Linked DNA regions of Mus musculus: regions 2, 3, 4 and 5 are each linked to region 1. The links are chromatin contacts, called in public HiChIP or PLAC-seq and promoter capture Hi-C maps. All regions are on one chromosome and are shown on one strand. Each heading gives the region's core, a stretch centred on a gene start, on an enhancer-like site or on the middle of the called end of the contact. The rest is flanking DNA. Distances are from core to core; before and after follow the strand shown.

Evidence for each region. Promoter capture Hi-C pulls out the DNA fragments that hold promoters and counts their contacts. HiChIP or PLAC-seq counts read pairs in DNA pulled down with a chosen protein or histone mark.
Region 2: an HNF4G HiChIP or PLAC-seq map of pancreatic cancer cells shows a contact between it and region 1. The contact joins the promoter of Gigyf1 here to the promoter of Sun1 in region 1. A contact is called at or near these places in 1 of 39 promoter capture datasets (liver) and 1 of 115 datasets of contacts at active chromatin or transcription factors (pancreatic cancer cells).
Region 3: an H3K4me3 HiChIP or PLAC-seq map of embryonic stem cells shows a contact between it and region 1, with 5 read pairs. The contact joins the promoter of Ppp1r35 here to the promoter of Sun1 in region 1. A contact is called at or near these places in 1 of 39 promoter capture datasets (erythroid cells) and 1 of 115 datasets of contacts at active chromatin or transcription factors (embryonic stem cells).
Region 4: an H3K27ac HiChIP or PLAC-seq map of microglia shows a contact between it and region 1, with 6 times the contacts expected there. The contact joins the promoter of Zfp113 here to the promoter of Sun1 in region 1. A contact is called at or near these places in 4 of 39 promoter capture datasets (the 3T3-L1 cell line, cranial neural crest, hippocampal neurons and 1 more) and 2 of 115 datasets of contacts at active chromatin or transcription factors (large pre-B cells and microglia).
Region 5: a contact with region 1 is called in a promoter capture Hi-C map of pre-B cells, with 3 times the contacts expected there. The contact joins the promoter of Ap4m1 here to the promoter of Sun1 in region 1. A contact is called at or near these places in 7 of 39 promoter capture datasets (the 3T3-L1 cell line, cranial neural crest, embryonic stem cells and 3 more), 1 of 484 Hi-C or Micro-C datasets (B cells), 4 of 115 datasets of contacts at active chromatin or transcription factors (astrocytes, embryonic limb bud, extraembryonic endoderm stem cells and 1 more) and 2 of 9 other capture datasets (adipose tissue and liver).

Annotation. Positions count from the first base shown.
Region 1 is chr5:139,199,307-139,202,005 of GRCm38.p6, forward strand. Sun1 (Sad1 and UNC84 domain containing 1) reads left to right here and starts at 1,331. Exons shown (of 23, transcript NM_024451.2): 1 at 1,331-1,393.
Region 2 is chr5:137,517,547-137,520,245 of GRCm38.p6, forward strand. Gigyf1 (GRB10 interacting GYF protein 1) reads left to right here and starts at 1,334. Exons shown (of 24, transcript NM_031408.2): 1 at 1,334-1,440; 2 at 1,537-1,666; 3 at 1,764-1,859; 4 at 1,960-2,071; 5 at 2,191-2,299; 6 at 2,482-2,522; 7 at 2,666-2,699. The coding sequence starts at 1,406.
Region 3 is chr5:137,777,544-137,780,242 of GRCm38.p6, forward strand. It overlaps Ppp1r35 (protein phosphatase 1, regulatory subunit 35), which reads left to right and starts at 1,361. Exons shown (of 4, transcript NM_027242.5): 1 at 1,361-1,678; 2 at 1,759-2,002; 3 at 2,083-2,219; 4 at 2,311-2,564. The coding sequence starts at 1,451. The coding sequence ends at 2,484.
Region 4 is chr5:138,154,437-138,157,135 of GRCm38.p6, forward strand. It overlaps Zfp113 (zinc finger protein 113), which reads right to left and starts at 1,308. Exons shown (of 5, transcript NM_019747.4): 1 at 1,194-1,308.
Region 5 is chr5:138,170,675-138,173,373 of GRCm38.p6, forward strand. It overlaps Ap4m1 (adaptor-related protein complex AP-4, mu 1), which reads left to right and starts at 1,347. Exons shown (of 15, transcript NM_021392.4): 1 at 1,347-1,574; 2 at 1,675-1,763; 3 at 2,113-2,219; 4 at 2,298-2,394. The coding sequence starts at 1,517. Mcm7 (minichromosome maintenance complex component 7) reads right to left here and starts at 1,209. Exons shown (of 15, transcript NM_008568.3): 1 at 1,052-1,209. The coding sequence starts at 1,082.

The DNA of each region.
Region 1 (2,699 bases), core at 81-2,580:
TTGGTGGCCAGCAAGCTCCAGGGATTCCAGTCTCTGCTTTCCAGCACTGAGATGACAAACATACAGCACTAGGCTTTTGGTTTTTTTAAATTCGTATTCTGAGATTGAATTCAGGTCTTTACGCTTACAGTGCAAACATTTTACTAACTAATCCATCTTCCCAGCTCCAGACCCTTTCTAAAAAGTGTAAAACCAGCCAGGCATGGTGGTAAGTGCTACTGGTCCCAGTGGAGGCAGGCAGAGCTACATAGCAAGTTCCAGGGCAGCCAGGACTACATGGAGACCCTCTCTAAAAAAAAAAAAAAAAAAAATTAATTAATTTTTTTAAAATGTAAAAGCCAAGGTCTGGAAGGATGGCTCAGCCATTAAGAGCACTTGCTGGTCATTCGGGGACTGTAGTTTGGTTGCCAGCATCCCCTTTTGGCAGCTCTGGGGCATTTGAGACCTTTGTAGGCACACACACACACACACACACACACACACACACACACACATTCATCATCCACTTAAACAGACATACACACAAACACACTTTTAGAAAAGAGTGAAAGCTAGCCAGCTGCCTGTGGCATATGGTAGTAATCTCAGTGCTTGGGAGGATAAAGCAGGAGGATTGTGGCAAACTGGAGGTCAGTCAGGGCTATGTCGTGAATTCTAGGCCACAGTGAGACAGTTAAAAAAGGAAAAACCAAGAGGGGCGTGGTGGCACACGCCTGTAAGTCCTGCTTCGCAGAGGCTGGCTTATCTCTGCGAGTTCAACGCCAGTCTGGTCTACAGTAGAGTTTTAGGGCAGTCAAGGTTACAGAATAAAACCCTGCCTATAAACAAAACAAATGCAATTCAAGGTTTTGCAAAACTGCGCAAGTGAGAGAGGGCCTGGTGGGTGGAGTCCCCAGGAGAAAAGGCTCTGGCTTCCAGCCCGCAGGGCAGGGCAGGGCAGGGCGTCGGAGGTTTCCTGCAAACGCTACGCGGGGACAACTGAGAAGAGGATGTGTTTGGGAGCCCACTGCTCCTTCAGCAGGAGTCGGATCTTCTGGGCCCACTGAAGCCCTGCCTGGAACTCAGCGCGCGCGTGCGCCTCTGCACAGAATCCTAATTCTAACGCCACCGGAGAGGAGCAGCCTCCCTAGGTGCGGCCCCTCAAGTCCCAGCGCGCCCGCTCCGCCCACTGACGCCACACGTCCCGCCCTTTCCCCGCCCCCCGCAGGGCCGTGGCGGGTCAGCGGCCTCCCCATTGGCCTGGAGCTTCAGCAGGCGCGCTTGGGATTGACGGACGTTCGCGTCGCTCCCGCCTCCGATCCCGGCGCGGCGCGCGATTGGCTGTAGATGTGGGGAGTCTTCGGTCCCGGGCCTGGGCGGTGCGGACGAGGCCTGAGGCGGCGGCGCGAGGCAGGTGAGCTGCGGCCAGCGGGCTGTAGGGGACGAGTAGGCGGGTGGGCGCTGCGGACTCCTCTCGGGTACTAGGGACTGTCTCAGGGCGGGCCGGGATGTAGGTTGCAGGGATGGCCCCAAGTGGGAACCGCCAACTGGCCACGACGCGCGTGACGCCCTTCGCGTTGCCAGGCCGCGCGCGCCCCGGCGCCCTGAGTCCAGTTGTCTCGTGTGCCCGGGCACTCTGGTTCCCCTTCGCCCCGGACCCCTGCGTGTTGGGTTCCGGGGTCTCCTGCCACCCGTCGAGGCGCACCCACGCAGGCGCCATCCCCGGGGCGCTCCCTTCTGGGGCACAGGTGTTGTAGGTGCGGCGATGGGCGCGGGCCCGGTAGCGAGTCCCTGGCCTGCACACCCTGCCACCAGCTTGTTATCCCGTGTTAGTTGCCTTCGCCCCCAGCCCGGCACGCAGGACGGTACCAAAGCTGGCCCGCTGGAGCTTTTTTGGATGCAGCCGGGGGGACCCGATGCAGTCAGCCCGGCGAACTTTGGTGCTCCCCGCTGTGTAGAGTGAAGTGTAGTCCTGCGGTGTGCGCTTCGCGCCTCCTGGACCAAATACTAATTAGATTTTACCATTCCGTCCATTGCACCGGTGTCGAATTTTAACCTGACTGTTCATACATTTTAGATCTCTCCTAAGGTCTTTTCTTTTTTCTTTCTGCGTCCCAACCTCATGTTCCTTTTCGGTCCTTTGTTTGTGTCAGGAGACAGGGTCTCATTTACGTACTTCTGACTGTCTCGGCTGTGTAGACCAGGCTGGTCTCACAAAGATCCAGACTGTGTCTGCTTCCTAAGTGCTGGGGTAAAAGGGATGTGTGCAACTAAGCTGGCATCTTGAAACAGGTCCTCAGATAGCCCAGGCCCGCCTAGAATTGACTATATAGTAGAAGATGATCTTGAGTTCCTAACCCTCTTGCTTCCACGTACCTAGGATTAGATCACAGGTGTGCACAGCCCTGTGGGTCCAGCCCTGGGTATGTTCTTGAGCAGAGTTGCAGTAATTTCTGGTTCTTCTCTCTTTTGGTTTCCTCGGCCAGGCCAGTCTTGAACTCTTTGCTTTTTCGAGACAGGGTTTCTCTATACAGCTCTGGTGATCCTGGAACACCCAGAGATCCACCTGCCTCTGAACCCAAGTGCTGGGATTGAAGGCGTGTGCCACCACTGCCCGGCTCAGGCCGGCACTTTTATAGCGTGCAGGCTGTGGAGAACTCTACCCAGGCTGTGGGGACTGGGCATGAGTCTATGCTCTAGTCACCAGAGGGTCTGATAGG
Region 2 (2,699 bases), core at 84-2,583, 1.7 Mb before region 1:
TTGCCCTGTTGCTGCCACTGCTGCCTCATTAGCCACTAGAGACTGAACTTGCCTCTTCCCATATGGTGAGGGAGCCTTCCGCCAGCCACAACCTGAGAACCCTGCTCCCACCTTGACCTTTTTTCTGAGGGGCAGTTGTTGATGTAGGGTAGGAGTTTAGGTCTTGGTTCCTATTCCTGTGGCCACACCCACCTGCTCAGAGCCTACCGTGAGTGGAGTGAGTACCTGTGGCTCTGGAAGTCCTGTCTGCTTAGTTTGTGCTGAAACCCAGCCCCCTCAGACAGATGCCCTAAGTTTTCTTTAGAGAAGTTGGCTTGTTCCAAGGCTTGTCATACTGCTTTATAAAATGGACCATTCCTCTATAGAACATAAGCGGCCCCAATGCCTGCCTGTCTTATTTTTTGAGACAGGGTCTCATATAGCCCAGGCTGGCCCTAAACTCTTATGTAGCCAGAAGTGACCTTAAATTTCTGAACCTCCTGCCTCTCTCTATCTCCCAAGTGTTTGGGATCAAAGCCGGGTGCTATATTCCTTGTTGGTGTGGTGTTGGGGGCAGAGTCTAGGGCTTCAAGTATGGTGAATAAGTGCCCCCCCACCCCCAGCCAAACTATATCCCCAGTCCAGTGATTGTTTCAGAATAGTCTTACTGTGTGCTGTCCCAGGTTGTCCCAGGAACTTGCAGTCCTCTTGCCTTTGTCTCCTGAGTGCTGGGATTACAAACATGGGCATTACAAAGCAGGCTTAAGTTTTGTGCTGAAAATCCTCACTGTATTCTGGGCACACTGGTTACCTCAGCCATCCCATGAGAGCACCTCTGACCAATGACCACATTGTCCCTTCTCCTGAGTGCACTGTACCCGGCAGCTGTGGGCCAGGGGCTGGGAGACTGTCTAATTCACTGGGGTAACCTCTCTCTTCCTCCTCTTCTCCCTAAGGATCTCTCCCAGATGTGAAAGTTTCTCCCAGGCACTTAGAGGCTAGAGCTAGTTGCTTGGGGATCCTAGTTCAGCGCAGCCCGGCCCCTGTGAGACCAGAGAGCCCTTGTTTCCCTGGACAGAACTGTCAGGTGAGTGTTGGGCCACCAGAGGGCGTCCCACTGAGCTGGAAGGGGCTCAGGCTTCAGTGTTCCCTCACTCCCTAGGACTCTCCCCTACCCTGACTCAGCTTTGGTTAACTCATGGTGTGAGTGGTCACCTGTCTGGTGTAGGTGAGTTCAATGCCAAAATGTCTCACCGTCTAGATGGAGGCCTGTCACTGGCCCAGCAAAGTGCTGGCGCCATGACTGATCTGCCCTGCACCAGCTTACTCATGACTTGTCTGTGACCCTACAGGTATTTGGACAGTACTCTCCTGGTCCTGTCTCTGCCATTCATCCTTGACCTTTGAGAAGCATCGAAGCTCCACAATGGCAGCAGAGACACTCAACTTTGGGCCTGAGTGGTGGGTCACTTAAGCTCTGGTCCAGGGGAAAAGCTGGTGTAGGGGTGAAGGGCCACGTGGACCTCCGTCTCCCCTTTTTTTTTGTACCTGTTTTAGGCTGAGAGCCCTTTCGAGTGGTGGCAGCGTGGCCTCTCCACCCCCATCTCCTGCCATGCCCAAATACAAGCTGGCAGATTACCGCTATGGGCGAGAGGAGATGCTGGCCCTCTATGTCAAGGAGAACAAGGTGAGGTTTGGGATGGAGCACAGCTCCCTCGCCCATTTGCCTTATCTGTGAGTTGCCTCTGAGTGGTTAATATATTGGGCCTCCTGCCCCATCCCAGGTCCCGGAGGAACTACAGGACAAGGAGTTTGCTGCAGTGTTACAAGAGGAACCGCTGCAACCTCTGGCTCTGGAGCCTCTGACTGAGGAGGAGCAGGTGGGGCTGGGCCTAGGGTGGAGGAGGGAGGGGCTGGGCTTGGGAAGATGGGGGCTGACTGGGTGACGGTCCTCACTGCCATCCCTGGCTCCCTCCTCAGAGAAACTTCTCGCTGTCGGTGAACAGTGTGGCTGTGCTGAGACTGATGGGGAAAGGGGCTGGGCCCCCTTTGCCTGCCACCTCCCGTGGCAGGGGCAGCACTCGGAGCCGAGGTAGACAGCGACTCCTCGTATTTTTTAGGGGAGGAGGTGGGCAGAGTTGGAGTGGGTGGTGGCAAGGATACAGAGGGACACTGGAGGGTCCCAGACCCAGTGTAAACCCTCTTCTTCAGGGCGAGGCCGTGGTGACAGCTGCTTTTACCAAAGAAGCATTGAGGAAGGCGATGGGGCCTTCGGAAGGAATCCTCGGGAGATCCAGCGAAGCCAAAGCTGGGATGACAGGTGGGGATGACAAGATGGAGAGAGACGGGCAGAACGGAGGAGTGCCACTGAGCTGGAATAGGGTGACTAGAGGGACCAGAGACACCCAGCAGGCCAGCCCTGATCAGAGCCCCTGGGTCGTGTCTACCCAGCCTAGCACCCCCTGGGGAAGGGTGATGTTTGACCGACGCCTTTCTTCACAGAGGCGAGAGGCGGTTTGAGAAGCCTGCAAGGAGGGATGGAGGTATGAGCGTGTTGATGATGGTGGCCAGCATGGTCGGGAGGCAGTGGAGGTGGGGTTCCCAGGTAGGGGGATGGGGGGGGAGCTAATAGGAGTAAGCTCTCTTGAGGTTCATCCATGCTTACTGTTTGTCTCCCCTGTGCCAGTACGGTCTGGCTTTGAGGAGGGAGGGGCTGGCCC
Region 3 (2,699 bases), core at 111-2,610, 1.4 Mb before region 1:
CCCATTACCATATTTGGGTGTGGTATTTGGGGAGATCTGAATTTGTTTCTGGACTATAGTCGCTCTCCTTTTGGTTTCACCAGAAATGATCTTATTACCTTTAAGGTTCCAGCTGTGTTTTGCATTATAAGGAGAAACCCTCTTAGTCACAGGAGTTACAGGCTTATCCAAATGCAGACTCCGAGTACTGGTCACCTGCCTTCACAACCATCAGCATTAGCTGCCGGCTTTCTTTTAATGCGTATGTGCTAAATGAATGCTGCACATCTGTGTGTGTAGGTGCAGTCTCCCCATTTATGTGTGTGTGTGTAGAGGCCAGAAATGAACATCAAGGTGTCTTCCTCTATCACTGCCCACCTTATTTGTTAAGGCAGGGACTCGATGTGAGCCTGGAGCTCCATGTTTTGGCTAGGTTGGCTGGCCATTGAGCCCCGGGGGTTATTGGGTTTTACACAGATGCAGACGCAGGGGATCCAAACTCAGATTCTTTCTTATTCGTTCCTTTCCTTTGTTTTTGCTTTTCAAGACAGGGTTTCTCTGTGTAGCCCTGACTGTCCTGGAACTCACTCCGTAGACCAGGCTGGCTTCGAACTCAGAAATCCGCCTGCCTCTGCCTCCCAAGTGCTGGGATTAAAGGCGTGTGCCACCACGGCCCAGCTGCTTCTAACTCCTAAGCCGTCATTGCTTTTTAAAAATGTCTCTGTGTGTTGTGTGTATGTGGTGGTGTGGTTTGGTGGACTGAGAGACTAGGATGTGGATTTTCCTTAGTCTAAGTGTGCATCAGAGGACAACAGAAAGGAGTCAGTTCTCTCCTTCCACCACGTGTGACCCTGGAATTGTCAGTCTTGATGGCAATCGCCTTTACCCTCTGAACCAACCCCCAGGATATGGATTTAAAATTAAGGCAATATTCCGTCAATTCCCTTAGTACTTCCTTATGCAAATATCAGAATCCAGGGATTTTGCAACGAATCTGCTTCCACGTACAGGGAAGATTTGATCGGCGTTCAAAAATGACCAAAACCTTCAGGAAGGGGGGTGGGGGCGCCACTCGGGACCTCTAGATGCGAGAGCAGCGAGGATATTGTTACAGTGAAAGAGGACTAACGCTTTAATCCCAGAACAAATGAGCATTAGAGTCTGACAGGCAAAGACGCCACACCCCCGTTCCCTAAGGAAAAGTAGTCTAGATAGGAATCCGTAGAGTACCTAGGGCACCGTCGCTCTAACGCCCCGCCTTAAAGGCGAAGTTAGCGTGTGAGGGCGGAAGTGCGTCCGGAAGCTGGAGGGCGGAGCGGTGGGAATGACGTCCAGGAGCGCCAATGGAGTGGCGCGGCGGGCGTGTCTTACTCCGGTGGGTAAGGGCTAACGGTTTCCGGTAGTGGTAGCCCCGGAGGGTGGGAGAAAAGAGGAGACCCCGCGTCCTGAAACCCCGAGCCTTTAGAACAAGATGATGGGCTTCGGGGCGTCTGCGTTAGAGTCCATTGAAGGCGAAGAGGCCCTGGAGGTCCCGGGGCCACCCCCGGAGCCGCGAGCCCCGGAACCCCGAGCCCCAGAGCCCGAGCCGGGCTTGGACTTGAGCCTTAGCCCGAGCCCGCTGCCCGAAAGTCCGAAGGCGCGGAAGAGCAGCCCGGGTCAGCGGAAGGGGCGGCGGGGCGGTAGCCGGAGGGGGCGGCAGGTGAGCGGCGTGAAGGCCCGGCCCCCCGCCCGCCGAGCGCCCCGGGATCTGCAGCTCACGGTTCCGCCCTCCACTCCCAGGTTCGTTTTCAACTGGCGCCGCCCTCCCCGGTGCGGTCCGAGCCGCTGCTGGTGGCCGGTGCACCGGGCGACGATCATGAGCTGGAGGCACCGGCCCTGCAGAGCAGCCTGGCTTTGAGTCTGGAGCTGCAGAACGCGCGCGCCGCTGTCGCCAGCGGCCAGTTTGATGCCTCCAAGGCGGTAGAGGAGCAGCTGAGAAAGTCGTTCCGGACCCGCTGTGCCCTGGAGGAGACCGTGGCGGAGGGTGAGGGGGGCAGGCGGCCGGCCGGGCGCGGTGGTCTGGGTGAAGGGCGATCCTCAGTCCCGCCTTCCCTGCGCTCGCAGGGTTGAACGTGCCGCGCTCTAAGCGACTCTACCGAGACCTGGTGAGTCTGCAGGTGCCCGAGGAGCAGGTACTGAACGCGGCGCTGAGGGAGAAGCTGGCGATGCTGCCACCGCAGCCCCGAGCCCCGCCCCTGAAGGTGAAGGAAGGGATGCAGGGACCTGGACATCCCTCTACCCCCTGGGCTCTCTTCCTCCACCTCGAGTGTAACCTGCTTCACCTTCCCATAGGAGGTGCTCGGGCCGGGCCCAGACATGACCATGCTGTGCAACCCAGATTCTCTGTGGTCCGAATCTCCGCACTTGACAGTGGATGGGCTGCCCCCACTAAGGCTTCAAGCCCGGCCCCGCCCTTCAGAAGATACCTTTCTCATGCATCGGATGCTGAGGCGCTGGGAAGCGTAGCCCTCATAACTCTGGAATGCTAGTCTGTAATTTTGTTAGTTTTTTTTTTTTTTATAATAGAATAAAATGTTTCCCCCCCTAAATTACCGAACTGTTCTTGGGAGTTTAGATAGGATTAAACTGCTTCAGGGTCTTCTACCCTTTTCCTGCCCCGACCCCCATGGCAAGTGGAAAGCACTGTCCCAAGTGTGGGGTCAGACCTTCCTCTCCATTTA
Region 4 (2,699 bases), core at 58-2,557, 1.0 Mb before region 1:
TGGTTTGGTCTTTCTTTATTGGGTAAGAATCAGGCTATAGCCCAGACTAGCTTGGAATTCACTGTATAGGACAAGTTGGCCTTGCTTCATTTGCCTCTGTGCTGGGATTAGATGTGAGCAAGCCAATTTGGCTAATTCCTGGAAATTCACATTAGGTCATTGTTTCTCAAACTTGTAGGTCGTGACCCCTTTGAAAGTTGAATGACTCTTTCACAGGGGTTACCTAAGACTATTGGAAAACACAGATATTTACATTACTGTTCTTATCAGTAGCAAAAAAAATACGGTTATGAAGTAGTGACAATAATAACTTTACGGTTGGGGGTCATCACATGAGAAACTGCATTAAAAGGTCATAGCATGAGGAAGGTTGAGAATTTCTGTTTTAGGTTCTACCAGTTCTGTATGATTAAGGGGTCAAAATGGGGAAATCGGGTTCAGTTTATGTCTAATATAGGTACTTAAGAAGTACGGAGGGTAAAGGAATGTGCTAGGAACTACCAGCAAAGACCATCACATACTGTCTTTTCAGTACACCCTAAGAGAGCTGAAATGGACTAAGGTTCTCTGTGTTCAACTAGGTTCTCAATGTTTTAGCCAGCTAATGCACTGGACATACTCGGCCACTTCTGCAGGGAGCCGGCCCCAGCATGTCCACGAAAAGGTATCAGTCAGTAAGCTTAAAAAAAAAAACAAAAAACAAAACAAAAAAACCCTATTCATAGCCATAGGACATGAGATCTTGGTGAGGTTACGGAGGACCCGAGTTCGCACCTCCTCCCAAGCCCTAGTTCTCACTGCGACCCAGAACTACTGTCTGGTTTTCCGATCCAATTAAGGAAAAACTTCCTTCTCCTGCCCTCACACAGAAATCGGTGTGCTGAGAGTACCAAGTTAGGGTGGCAATCTGTCATCAGTTGTTTTAAAGAGAGGGAGACCTCCGTAGCGACGCTAGGAATTTTAAACACTGGGGCTGGGGACGGTAAGAGACACAAAAGCAGACCCGGAGTCCCATTACGCGACACCCGGGATCACGCTGCGCGCCTGCAGCTAGGGTTGCGGAGCTGGACAGCGACTGCAGGAGGAAGGTGGGCCCAGAACCCCGGCGGGCCGCGGACGTGTGAACACCAACCCCCTTCCCCGGAGACCACAACTTCCACCTCACCGCGAGTCCGGGAGATGGCCCCACTCACCCTGGGGACAGGGACGTAAGACTTAGGGGGCCGGACACGAAACAGGTCCTGTTGGACCCTGTTACAGACCCACACAACGGAGAACAGAACAAAGAACGGAAACTGCCCCTCCCCATATCGTTTCCGGGTCGTCCTTTCTCACCACCCAGGACAACAAATGCCCACTTGCTCTCTCTAGGAAAATGGGAGGTCTTCATCTCTCGATGGTACGCTGATGGTGCTGTTCTCGATGGTGCTGGGAAACAAGGGCACCAGACTGCGCCACTTGCTGGCCAGGTTGGGAAGGGACGATGCGTAAGCTGAAGAAGTTGGAGGTCCAGGAAATTCAGGGCACAAGTTCTAGTGGCTCTGAGAGAGAGAGTACACCATCACCTCCATAGCAAGAGAGAGAGTACACCATCACCTCCATAGCAAATATATGAAACTTGAAGAATCCTTTAATATAAATGTGCACCATTGGCTGGTCGTGATGGCGCACGCCTTTAATCCCAGCGCTGGGGAAGCACAGTCAGGCAGATCTCTGTGAGGCCAGCCTGGCCTATGATACAAAACAAAACAAACAAACAAAAAAATAAATAAATAAAAGTGCACCATGGGTTTTGGTTTTTGTTTTGTTTTTCTGGTTTTTTTTTTTTTAAGATTTATTTTATTTATTATATGTAAGTACACTGTAGCTGTCTTCAGATACCAGAAGAGGGAGTCAGGTCTTGTTACAGATGGTTTTGAGCCACCATGTGGTTGCTGGGATTTGAACACAGGACCTCCGGAAGAGCAGTCAGTGCTCTTAACCACTGAGCCATGTCTCCAGCCCCCGTTTTTGTTTTTTTTTTTTTTTTGTTTTTTTGTTTTTTTTTTTTTACTCATCAATTTTTCTTTAATTATTTTGAACATTCTCACTAATTAAGAAAATATTTTATTTCAAAACTTCTTATAGTAGAAAAAAGGATTACCTTTTTAACATGATTTCTCCACTGCTTGATAAGTATAATAGTTATATTTTTAAAATTTGGAATTTATGTTGGTGCTAATGATATTATATCCAAAATAGCACCATGGGTTTTTTTTTAAAGCACTCAGCACTCAGTTTTTAAAAGATTTATTTTAACCAGGCAGTGGTGGTGCACGCCTTTAATCCCAGCACTTGGGAGACAGAGGCAGGTAGATTTCTGAGTTCGAGGCCAGGCTGGTCACAGAGTGAGTTCCAGACAGCCAGGGCTACATAGAGAAACCCTGTCTCAAAAAAAGCAAGACAAAAAATTATTTTAATAGATTTAATATTTATTTGAAGATTTAGTATTTTAATGAGTGTTTTTCTCCTGCATACACACACACATACACACACACCTGATTCAGATATAGGTCAGATGAAGCCATCACATCTTCTGGAACTGGAGTTACGGTAATGAGTGGCCATATGAGTGCATGGAATCTGGGTCCTCTGGAAGAGCAGCCAGTACTTTTTTTTTTTTTAAAGATTTACTTATTATTATTATTATATCTAAGTAC
Region 5 (2,699 bases), core at 97-2,596, 1.0 Mb before region 1:
CTATGAACTAGTTAGTTAAATGAACATTGAAAACAAATCGACCAAGTTCTCCCCAAAGTAGGCAGTGTTCCTTTTCACAAGTCCGTTTTTACACAGAGAAGAATATAGGTCTTCGGGCAGCTACAAGAGTCTTACCCAACCTTCCCAAGAGAATTCCACACTCTGTCTTAATTAGGAATCTCAGTTTCTTCAATTCTCTCAGCTCGCTCCCAATCGACTTAAGGTCCTCGGCTCTCGCTCTACCAGTACAACTCTTTTTCTTAGGCTCCCGCCAGGACGTCCGCCACTAGGCCTCCTCTGCACTCATGCCCGGCTCCCGCCACTGCTTCCGCTCTTAGTAAACAAAGAAGCACATGGGCCCAGATTCCAGCCGCCTCACAGCCCAGGATTCCTCCGCCCGAGACGGGTGGCCGAGCGGGGATTGGCCAGAACGCCAAAGGGCCATTCGGGTCCACCACACTGCCACCTTTCGCCACCGGGCGCTTAGCCTCCCAATTCTAGGCACGCCCCTACCTACTGCAGCTATCTCCGAGGCCACCGCGCGGAAGGACACTGTTTACACACGACAGTCCCAAGATCGGGTAGCGCCACTTCCGCCCGCCTCTACTTCCGCTTGGAGGGCGGCCGAAAACAACCAATCGCGGCGCGTAGCGGTCTGGCAAGCCCCGCCTCTGGACTTCGGCCAGTCTCCAGTGGACGCGGGAATTCGCTAGCGCCCCGAGCAGCAGAGGCTGGCCCAGTAACCTAGTCCCTTGGGTCACGTATTGAATGCATTGAACCAAGTCACCCGGTCTCTACCGAGCGCGCCCCTCCTTTGTGGACTCCACTGGGTTCTCTCCATAACACAAACACATCACCTTTTCCAAGGAGGATTGCTTCCTCCATCCTTGACGCCCACTGCTTATTGCAGGCGCAGTTCGCCTGTCCTCGGAGTCACAGATCCCGGCTCACTCCCCCTCCCCCGCCCGACCCCAAGACTCCAGCACCCCTCAACAGGTGCAGGTAGAAGTTTCCCTCCGAGGACGCCGCCCCCAGCCCTATAGATCTTCACCTTTTTCGATCGCGTAGTCCTTAAGCGCCATCGCTGCCGGGGACGGTGTGGCAGGACTTGAAGGGCTCAAAAATCTCTCTCTGGGGAAGCAGAAAACGAACGCGCGGCGGGACGTAGCCGGCCAACCGAAATTGGCGCGAAACGTCGTCACCCATGTGACCCGTGCGGCTGAGAACCCGCCAATCAGATAGGGGGTTCCCAACTGCTGCCAGCCCCTAACTTTAACCAATCAATGGACGAGTCTAGATTGAATGACAAGGGGCTTGAGGGCGGGCCGTTGAAAGATTGCCAGATCCTGGCGGGTTGGACACCCTGTTTCCCGCGGTTCGAAATTAATGCTCGCGAGTGTGTGTGTGGGAGGAGTGTTTCTTAAAGCGCCAGCCTCCGTGCGGCCTTTTGTTCCGCGTCCACAAGGCGGGGTGGGTTCAACTTTCACCGTGTTCTCGTCTATCCTCCAGAACCGCCATGATTTCCCAGTTCTTCATTCTGTCTTCCAAGGGGGATCCGCTCATCTATAAAGACTGTATCCTTTGACCCGGGAGACGGGGTAGGGTAGCTGGGTAGAAATCGAATCCAGATCAGTCTGTGTCGCCTGTTCCTTAACTATCTTTCCACCTGGCTAGTCCGCGGGGACAGTGGTGGTCGTGATGTGGCAGAGCTCTTCTACCGGAAGCTGACGGGACTGCCTGGAGGCGAGTCCCCGGTTGTCATGGTAACTACTGTGGTTGGTGTGCAGGGCCTTAGAACTGTGGAGGTGGGTGAGTGCCTCCTCCCTGTCAAGGGCAGCTTGGTAGGAAGCTTGGGGGCGGGGGTGTGTGTGTGGGGAGGATTTGTTTATAAATGTTTTGAGTACTAACAAGAAGCCAGTTACAGAGCCATGCACCCTATTTTTTGACTATCAACAACTTTGAGAGGTAGATACTACCTTTCCACGTTAGGCGGCCAGGTCTTAGATCTGGGGCATCGCCCATCACTAGTAGACCTCAGGGTGCCATCTTGCAGGTTTCCTTACTACAATTCTGGTCTTTTCTTAATGGCCTCTGTCCTCAACTCTGCCTCAGTATCACGGTGATCGTCATTTTATTCACATCAGACACAGTGGGCTCTATTTGGTGGCCACAACCTTAGAAAACGTCTCTCCTTTCAGCCTTCTGGAGCTGCTTTCCCGGTGAGTAGAGTTGGGACAGGCACTTAAGAAGGAGGGCGTGTGAGGTTTATTCACACATAATTTGCTGTGTTTCCTTAGGCTAGCCACTCTCTTGGGTGACTACTGTGGCTCACTCAATGAGGGAACCATCTCACGCAATGTGGCGCTTGTCTACGAACTCCTGGATGAAGTGCTGGTAAAGCCCAAAAACTTTGGTCTTTTTAAGTTTATTTATTCACGTGTGTGTGTGTGTGTGTGTGTGTATTTGCCCACATCACTGCACATGTGTGGAGATCAGGTATCTTCTACTTGTTGTAGAATCTGCTAAATCCAATATAGATCCACCATAACTCAAGCACTAGGTCAATGCAGATGACAAAAAGGTATTGTAATCAAGCCAGTACTGATCAGTCAGGGCTGTAGAACAGACTCCTGAACTTGCCTAGCAGTTAAAGGCTGACACCACAAAGTGGAGGGGAGTGGGGTGAGCTGTAGCACTGT